Linked DNA regions of Mus musculus: all the other regions are linked to region 3. A link is a contact called in public HiChIP or PLAC-seq and Micro-C data. All regions are on one chromosome and are shown on one strand. Each heading gives the region's core, a stretch centred on a gene start, on an enhancer-like site or on the middle of the called end of the contact. The rest is flanking DNA. Distances are from core to core; before and after follow the strand shown. Region 1 overlaps Ankrd28 (ankyrin repeat domain 28). Region 2 overlaps Ankrd28 (ankyrin repeat domain 28). Region 3 holds the start of Ankrd28 (ankyrin repeat domain 28).

Region 1 (3,036 bases), core at 492-2,991, 58 kb before region 3:
CTTTTCAAGTGGAGGACAAGCTGCAGCACTACCATACTGACGTATGTGTGCAGCCTAGATCACTGACATCAGTAAGATGCTCTTACAAGAACTACAGTTAAAGAAAACTTCACAAGTTATACAGGGTTAACCTAGAATCAAAGTTTACACACCATACCCAATAGAAAAACTAGTAGAAAAACTCACAGAAAAATCTTTCTCTCTCTACACAAGGGGGAAAACCATAAAACAAGATAGATTATTGTACTGGATGCAAATATCAATTTATGGACAATAACAGAAACATGTAAAAGTAAAGATGACACCTGTCAAGGAACACAATCATCTCCTACTATCAAATACAAGCACATTTGCAAACTGCCTAGCAAGGATTCTGAATAATCTTACAGAAGCAGGACACGAGTCAAGAAAAAAAACAAAAAACCTGACAGATAATTTAATGAAATCAGAAAAGCACTTCATGACCCGAATAAAAAATTTCAATAGAGATCATAAACAAAACAAAACAAACAGAACAACAACAAAACCCCCTAACAGAAATCTTACAACTGAAACCTTCAATGAATGAAAATTTTAAAATTTAGAGTCTAGAAAATAAGTATGTCAAGCAGAATTTCTGAATGTGCACAGGTCTTTTAAATTAGTTCAGTTGGGGATTTGGAGTAGAAAGAAGAAAATGGAGATGGTGTGTGTGTGTGTGTGTGTGTGTGTGTGTGTGTGTATGTGGTGTCACAGGAGAATAACATTGCATAATAGAAGCTCCAGAAGAAAAAGAAGTAAAGTTGTTGGTTCATGCGTGCCCTAACACTTAGGATACAGAGATGTAGGTGCATCAGGAAAAGCCATCCTCACTACACGACACTGTCTCAAACAAAGAAGCCAAAACAAAATATAGAGGGAAAGACAAATTGTTTCATTAAATAACACTTAACACTTCCTAATAAAGCCAAAAACTTCGAGACAGAAATGATGTCTCACATAAACTTGTACACACACACACATAAGAACTTAACACATTGTATTTTTATATGTAAAATTTAACCTTAAGTATGTTACAGAGCTGTTAAATGTAAAGAATAAGATTTCAGAAGTCCTCATGAATATAGAATATTATCTTTGACTCAAGTTAGAAAAGATTTCTTGGGTTAAGAAGACTGCTCATGTGATAAACTGCTTACTGTGCAAATGTGAGGATATAGAACTCACAAGAGTACAGTAAAATGCCTGTAGTTGCAGTGAAGGTGAGATGGAAGGCAGAGATAGGCAGATCCCTAGCTCCTAGACTAGGTAGCCTGGCTTAGAGGAAATGATCCAGGTTAATGAGAGATGCTGTCTCAAACAGAAGGTGAGAACTTCCTGAGGAATGACAGCCCCATGCAAAGGAAAGCACTTGCATTAAAATACATATACATAGCCATCCACACACTAAAAGAGTTTTGGCATGTGGTTATCATCTGAGTGTTGAGGGGTACAGGCAAAAGGGATCCTGGAGAATTGCTAAGCCTGTAAATGAGAGATCTTGTCTCAAAAAAAGGTACAGTTCTCAGGAGCTCACACTTAAGGTCCCCTGGTTTCCACATGCCAGACAAGCAATGTCCATGTGTATACTGCTCCCCTCTCAACACTATAATTAAAAGCTTGGGGGCACAGAGCCAAGTACTTGAGATCAGCATTCAGAAGCAAAGACAGAGATTCCTGGGACTCACTAGCTAAGCACACTAGCCTACCTGGTGAGCTCTAGAACAATGCAATCCTGCTCCACACAAGACTGTTTTCTGGCCTTCATATGCATCAGGAGTGTGTGTGGGGGTGGGGCTGGTGGGAGATGGGGGATGGGCTGATTTCTTTAACAAGACATCAAATAAACAAAAACCTGCACTAAGTTAAAATTAATACCTCATGTTCAATGATTCCACAAAGAATTAAGGCAACCTGGAGTACAAGAATAGAATTTATAATATGTATTTCAAAGGGGTCTCATTCAGAATATGAAAAGCTGTTGCAAATCAAAGAGAAAACTCAAAAGAAAGATGGCAAGGGATTGAACAGGCTGGCTCTGTGTGCAAGTCAAAAGAAACCCATTCAAAGCAGTGCAACATTGTCATAGACAAAACATAACACATTATTATATAACTTGGCATACCCCTTTAACCTTAGCTCTCAGGAGGCAGGGGCAAGGGGGTCTCTGTGAGTTTAAAGCCAGCCTGGTCTACATGTGTGTTCCAGGACATCAAGGACTATATAGAGAGACTCTGTCTCAAAAAAACAAAACAAACAAACAAAAGAAACAGTAGCAGAATGTTAATACTTTACAGTAGCCTATTAGTGTGCAGAAGCCTCATTTCTGAAAAAAGATAAAACCTTAATTAAAATAAGGATGCCAATGATTACTTGAGCTACTGAAAACACTGTAGACTGGCTTGCTTAATTTAGAGTTGTTATATTATTTTAATGTGTAAAAAGCACTGTATTTGCAAAGTTCAATAAAATGAGGCATGCTTGTACAATTAACTGATTCACTTAACTTCATTATGTAATATTAATTTTCAAAAATGTTAGTAAGACTCTTCCATGTGTAACCCAGCAAGTCAATGAAAAGCCATTTTTCCTATATTTTGGTTTTGAAACATGGTCCAGGCTGTTTTCAAACTTGTGTACAATTCTCCTGGCCCAACCCTCTTGAGTGCTGTAGTTACAGGTTCTAAGCCAAGACTGGACTTAGGCTCTGTGTTTTAATCTGTAAGGGTTTCCTCACCTAAATTTGTCATAAATTTAAAGATTTCCTTCTTTCTTCCTTTATTAAAGACAGAATCTTGGTTTGTAACCAGGCTGACATGGAACTTCCTAAGTAGTCCTGTCTGGTCTTGAACTCACAATTATCTTGCCTCTAACTCCCGAGTGCTAGGATTACAGGCATGTGCCACCATGCTTGGCAAAAGTCCATATTCTTTACATTTTAAGATTTAAAGAAACATCTGTTACAGAACTCTTGCGATAAGAGCGATTTATGGTAGAATACTACCTTTCGTTTCCTGG
Region 2 (2,992 bases), core at 64-2,563, 36 kb before region 3:
TGTATATATTTTCTGATAATACATCCAGCCACTTTGCCAATTTGTTTATACATGGTTTGTTTTCAAAGGCTGTCAGTGATTTGTAAAATGTTGTTCATATATTAATATGTAAAGCATTAATTTCAAATATATAAATTTAAAGAATTTACCATACTATTACTTAAAACTTAAATACTGCTAGCTATTTTCTCTGTATGTTTCTAAAAACTTCCAATTATATATTTTGTTAATATGTTTCTTCCCCTCAAAACAAAATGGGGGTTTAAGCTTTAAGCTGAGTGTTAGGGACAGACGCATGCTTCTGAAAAGAAGGACGCACCCACCCATGGCTCCACGTAGCCCTCTCTAACACTTAGAATGATTACATCAAATTCTACACAAAAGTACACAATGTTGTAAGCAGCCCACTTCCTAATAGTAAACATTTGAGTTTCCTTTTTTTTCTTTTTTCTAAGAATGTTATACATGCTTATATAACAGTTTCTGGAGTAAAAATAAACTCTCCATAATTAATTTAGTAAAATTAGTTCTAAAAACTTATGAAATCGTAATTCTCATGTATACTCTCATTAAAGAATACATGTCAGAATTAAACCTGTGTGAAACAGTATGCATCAACCATATTTTCACACTACACTAGAAAATTGTTCTTTTTTTTTTTTTTTTAACCATCTTTGCTTTTTTGTTTGTTTGGGGTTTTCTGTTTGGTTGCTTTTAAATTTTTTATTAGATATTTTCTTTATTTACATTTCAAATGTGATCCCCTTTCCTGGTTTCTCCTCCAAAAACCCCCTATCCTACCCCCTCCCTCTGCTCACCAACCCACCCACTCCTGGCTTTCCCCTACACTGGGGCATCGAGCCTTCACAGGACCAAGGGTCTCTCCTCTCATAGATGTTCCACAAGGCCATCCTCTGATACATATGAGGCTGGGGCCATGGGTCCCTCCATGTGTGCTCTTTGGTTGGTGGTTTAGTCCCTGGGAGCCCTGGGGGTACTGGTTGGTTCACATTGCTGTTCCTCCTATGGGGCTGCAAGGGGTTCGTTCCTTCAGCTCCTTCAGTTCTTTCTCTAACTCTTCCACTGGGGACCCTGTGCTAGTCCAATGTTTAATCACCTTTATTAACACTAGTTGCTAATGTCCTAAGAGGCCTCTGCAAAATACCGGGAACACAGAAATGATGTTCTGTGCCAAGAATAGCTCTGGTCCAAGAAAGTAAGCTATGGCTTGTAAAGTAGCCAAATCAAGCTAGTTCAAAGTATCAGGGTGGCTGATTATGTTGGCACACATCTATAAATCCTCCCAGTCAAGGGGCAGTGAGTTCAAGGTCAGCCCAAGCCAGGTGCAAGTATACCGTGATATATATAGTAAATTGCACTGTCTAGACATGTAACAAACTTGGTAATGTCACCAATCAGCCACTTGGTGGCAGCAAATACAAAAGAAAAAATCTTCAGTATTTATTTGATTATTTTTACCAATACAAAAATATTTTTCCAATCTTATATTTTAAACAGAAGTTTCTAATGAATAAGGAGCTTCATAGTTCATCTTTTTAAAAAAACACAAAACAAACAAACAAACAAACAGTCTGATTACGTTGTTCAAACTGGCCTCAAACTCACACACCTCCTGCCTTGGGAGGATCACAGGCACACACAACACTACTCAGGACAATTTTAGAGGTTTGGGTTGTTGGTTATATTGATAAACAAGACTAGACCAGCCTTGAACTCTTCTCTTCCTTCTCCCTCAGTCCCCTTTATTAAGATTACTGGCATGTGCCAGCTAACATACTCAACTTTGATAGTAATTATTTTAACATTTCCAGTCAAGCTCAATCTGTTTAAAAATAGCCTTCTATTACAGCACTGACAGACACAATGCAGTCACTTCAAAAAATATGCGACTCTTTTGATGCTTATTAAATAACATATCAAAATAAAAATACGTAAATCATTCTTTCTTTAACCAAATTAGGTGCTCAAATAATCTATCCCCACAAATATTTATTCAACTTATTGCTTGTTCATAATTAATTATATGCTAAAATTACATCAATGAACAAGGGTTTTTTGTTTTGTTTTATGAATCTTACACAAAGTCTCTCATGCATTTCTTTTACCTAGGTTTTGCTATACAGACCAGTATAGTGAAGAACAGACAGTAAAAGACTGTAGAACCAAAAACCAGAAACAAAAAATAAAGACTGTAGCTTTCTTCCACCTGTAATTTAATTTACAATGAAAAAATATTACACAAAAAGTGAAGTCAGGATTACCACAGCCCTCCTGTTTTGCTTGCTTTGTTTGTCCCTCTCTTTTGTTGAAATATTTATTTTGAAAGGGAAAGCACCTGCTACTCTTTATTAACTATTCTGCTTCTTAATTTCACAAAGTGACCTAAGTATTTAAGTTACCAACACCTAAAGAGAGTTATTTCGGGGCTGTAGAGATGACTCAGCAGTTAAGAGCATTAGCTGCTCCTCCAGAGGACCTGGTTTGAGTCCCAGGACCCACATGGTGAATCTCAATTTTCTGGGGGTACTGGTTGGTTCATATTCTAATTTTCTGTAACTTCAATTCCAAGAATCCTGACACCATCTTCTGGCCTCTTTTAGGTACTAGGCATGCATGCATCATGTGATGTACATATATACATGCAGACAAGACACCCACACAGAGATAAAATAATAATGATGCATATAGAGCAACTTCTTGCACAAAGTTTTCATGTAGCAAAGCATGCTTCATTTCTCAGTAATCTGTTCTCAAAATTACTGCCAAAATGCTTATAGTAGAAGTCACTGGTTATAGTGAATTCAACCTGAGATAGTGTGGCTATACTGATAGATAAACCATGGAGTTAAACACACAAGAAGATTGTAAAGGCCCAGCCTTCAGAGACTCTTCAAGAGCAGGGATCGTATCTCATTCACAGCAGTGTATCAGTTCTGTGTTCTGCTTAACATAAACCAGTGAAGGACTGTTT
Region 3 (3,244 bases), core at 268-2,767:
CCAAAAGTGAAGGATTACAACCAAATATTCAGGTACAAAGAGTTACTAGAGTAATAAAGATTAGCTGAAAATCTAGATCTTGAGTTTCATGGTATTAACTACATATGAATTAGATGATCTGGGCTTGAACTCTGCTTGTTATTAACAGATTTTTTTGTTTTTTCCTGACAACTTTGTGCAATGAAAGGTTTTGCTACCTGTGGCTGGTGAGCACTTTTGAAAAGTGTGCTTTTGACTAGCACAACTGAGAAACTGTGCTTTCTTAATTTTAATCAACTCAAAGATTCTATGTGTAGCTAATGGAACATGTTGAACAGTAAAGTTATTCACAGATTTTGAAATACAAACTTATCAACCAGAGTTTTTCAAAGTATCATGCCCTATTGTTAATATCAGCTAAAATTCTGCTGATACCAAATGATACTAAAAGTCAGCATTCAGCCTAAGTAGAATATTCACTTTTTAAGTGAGAATTGACATTAGCTAGACTCAGAACTTAAGTTTTAATTGGTAGAAAATGACATAAAACATTAAGTTTTTCCCTATCGTTTTTGTTAAGCTTGTGCCCACTTTCTGATTGGTTTCCCTTCAAATCTGTTCAGTATCTCCTATTCAGAAAAACAATGGCAAAAGGGGTACTCAAGCATTAATAGGTTCCCGCGACTCCGTAAAATCCACTCGTTACTTTCCCTTTTCTTTAAAAGAGACAAACACTGGGGAGCGTCTGGTAATTCACCTTCTCGCCTTTTTAAAAGGGTAACAAGCGTTCATTCAGACATAGTTGCGATTTCATTGGTAGATACAGAGTTATTTTTCCCAGCCCACAGTGTACTGCAGTCTTCTGAGCACTTCAGGTGTTCTTTGACAAGCTCTTCCTAAGTCAGGAAAACTAAACCAAGATGGTGCAGAATATGCCAAGAGAAAACCAGCCTGGGAATATGCACCGTAACAACCAGTCCCCAGCAGAATCCATCGGCACCGGTGGGTTTGCTTTCGACCGCCACTACCTCTCCGCAGAGACGGTGCGGTGGACCGTGAACCGCCCCGCGAAGCGAACCCGAGGGCAAGGTCGTGACCCCAGGTCACGGCCGCCGCCTGCCCCGCTCCGACTCCGCACCGCAAAGCCACCTGTTAGGCCCGAGCCTCACCTGGCAGGAAAGAGGAGGCGCCTACCCGGCAGCGCGCCGGACGCGAGGGCGGCGAGCGCAGAACCCGCCCCTGTGGCGGCGGCCGCGATCCCCCGGCGGCACGTGGGTTTCTCGGAGCTGGGGCTGCACTGACAGGCGGACGGCCCGCACGGCTGCCGACCCGGGACACCCTCTTCCCTCGCTGCCACCGCGCCGACAGGGCGCCCGGGCGGCCCACGCCGCTGGTCCACCCTCCTCCGACTCCTCGGTGGCGCGATCCCGCCCCGCCGCCCCTCACCTACCTGGTCGCGGAGTTTGAGGAACGCCATGGCGGTCGCCGCTGTTCGGCCACTACCCGCGCCCGGCGGGTAGGTGGCCGGCTACGTTGAAGAGAGCGCGGGCAGGGGGCGGCGCCGCCTCCCCGGCCGCCCGCCGCCGCCGCCGCCGCGAAGAGCCCCGCCGGTCCCGCCTCCTCCAAGGACTCCCGCCCTCTTTCTTCCGTCCTTTCTCTCGCTCTCTCCCTCTAGCTCTCAGCCACCTCCCACACGCAGCCGCCGCCTTCGCCGCCGCCTCACACCCCCTTCCCGAAATACCCCAGCAGCCCCCGCCGCCGCGCCGCTCCAGCCCGCGGCCGCGGCGGCATCCAAACTCCACTCCACAATATTACCACCACCGCCCGCCGCGATTGGCGGCCGCGCGGGGGAGAGGCCAGAGTAAGCCGAGCGCCCATTGGCCACGCCACCGCGCTCGCTCGCTCCCGGGCTCCGCCTCTCCGCGGAGGGAGGGGCGGGGCACAGGAAGCGGCGGCGCGCGGAGCGGGCGGGCCAGGTGGCGGGGCGTCTGGGCGCGCGCCCCGGGCGCGGTGGGCGGAGCCCGGACTGGAGGTGGGGAGGGACGGAAACTGGGTACCGGGTAACGGCCCGGGATGGCACGTGGAGGTGGCGTGCACAAGCTCAGCTCAGTCAGGTGCGGAGAAGGCAGCCGGAGCCGGTGCGAGCCAGGGAGACCTCCGGGCCGATGCTGCTTTCAACAGAGTAGCGAGGGCAGCGGGGAACCGGACTCGCACGTGGAGCGAGAGTGAGAATGTCTCCGCGGGCTTTGGGGGAGACGTGGTCACCGGGGGACTGCTGGCACGCGAGACTGAAGGGTGTGGTCTTCATAGCCTGAACAGGTTGTGACCGCGGAACATTTCTCTCCAAAGCGCCCCTTTCAATCTTGCATGTGTTTTTTTTCCCCCTTTCTTCTTTATCATCAAAAGGGTTTTTGCCTCCCACTTGAAAGAAATCAATTTTTTCAAAAAGATGTGCAGGATTTTCAATAAATAGCATCCTTGGATGGAGAAGAGGAATGACTCCCTCGCCCTGGCACACACACCCACGCCAACCCACAGCTCAGAAAAGGCTTTTCTTTCTTAGGCAGCCGCACACTGTTACCATTCCAGGCTTGTGTGGGAGAAGATTGTTGTTCTCCTGTGTCTGTCAGCCTGGGCGGCTCCAGCCCCTGATTAATAAAAGGTACAGATGGTTAGAACACAAACGTGAGATATCGGGTTGGTTTAAAAAACAAAACCAAACCTCATCTTTTCCCTGCATTGGTGTGTCTCTTGGGACAGACTTTATTTAGAGAATCGATTTGAGCCTAATGGCAGTCTAGAAAAATGGGGATCAGTGCCAGGACTGTCAGTTTATTATAATGCTATTATTAAAAACAACTCTTTAGCCCCATAAGAACAGAAAATATCAAAGTGCAAGATCAAATGCACTAAGAGCCTTCTGATATCTCTTAACATAACTATGCCATAATTCTGCTGAAACAATTGCTTTTCTAAAATTACATTTTTACCATGGTTGGTATTTGCTACTTTAAAATGGAGGAATTCTCATAACTGATGGAAGAGGCTTAGCCAGAAAAAAAAAAATGATTCTTGCTTTGCATTTTCTTCAGTGCCTAATTTCTTTCTGCATCAACTCTGGCCGATGAAATGAGAATTCTGTCACCCCATGTCTCTTTATCAGTGCACTGAAGGTGAATGAATTAGCAGTATGAAAGACTTTGACTTCTCCAAAACAAAGGTGTTATGACAACATTACTAAAATATTTTGTGATTATAATTGTCC

Evidence for each region. A called contact is a pair of places that touch in the nucleus more often than the background predicts. HiChIP or PLAC-seq counts read pairs in DNA pulled down with a chosen protein or histone mark.
Region 1: an H3K27ac HiChIP or PLAC-seq map of embryonic stem cells shows a contact between it and region 3, with 8 read pairs. The contact joins the enhancer-like site here to the promoter of Ankrd28 in region 3. A contact is called at or near these places in 1 of 39 promoter capture datasets (pre-B cells), 1 of 484 Hi-C or Micro-C datasets (forebrain), 9 of 115 datasets of contacts at active chromatin or transcription factors (the SCID.adh cell line, cardiomyocytes, effector CD8 T cells and 4 more) and 2 of 9 other capture datasets (adipose tissue and pancreatic islet).
Region 2: a contact with region 3 is called in a Micro-C map of palatal mesenchyme, with 3 times the contacts expected there. The contact joins the enhancer-like site here to the promoter of Ankrd28 in region 3. A contact is called at or near these places in 4 of 39 promoter capture datasets (the 3T3-L1 cell line, liver and pre-B cells), 45 of 484 Hi-C or Micro-C datasets (the AML12 cell line, the C10 cell line, the C2C12 cell line and 32 more), 15 of 115 datasets of contacts at active chromatin or transcription factors (the HPC-7 cell line, the SCID.adh cell line, cardiomyocytes and 10 more) and 3 of 9 other capture datasets (adipose tissue, liver and pancreatic islet).

The regions. Positions count from the first base shown.
Region 1 is chr14:31,770,745-31,773,780 of GRCm38.p6, forward strand. All of the region lies in intron 2 of Ankrd28 (ankyrin repeat domain 28), which reads right to left. Among named protein-coding and RNA genes, the nearest start is that of Ankrd28, 58 kb to the right of the region's middle. Within about 2 kb of position 1,742, at least 9 of the 459 cell types and tissues checked have an H3K27ac peak or open chromatin away from gene starts, as enhancers often do. A contact at or near this core is called in embryonic stem cells, where this site is marked.
Region 2 is chr14:31,793,273-31,796,264 of GRCm38.p6, forward strand. The region is part of intron 1 of Ankrd28 (ankyrin repeat domain 28); the gene reads right to left. Among named protein-coding and RNA genes, the nearest start is that of Ankrd28, 36 kb to the right of the region's middle. Within about 2 kb of position 1,314, at least 38 of the 459 cell types and tissues checked have an H3K27ac peak or open chromatin away from gene starts, as enhancers often do. A contact at or near this core is called in the N1E-115 cell line, Sertoli cells, embryonic forebrain and 1 more, where this site is marked.
Region 3 is chr14:31,828,898-31,832,141 of GRCm38.p6, forward strand. It overlaps Ankrd28 (ankyrin repeat domain 28), which reads right to left and starts at 1,518. Exons shown (of 28, transcript NM_001024604.2): 1 at 1,430-1,518. The coding sequence starts at 1,456.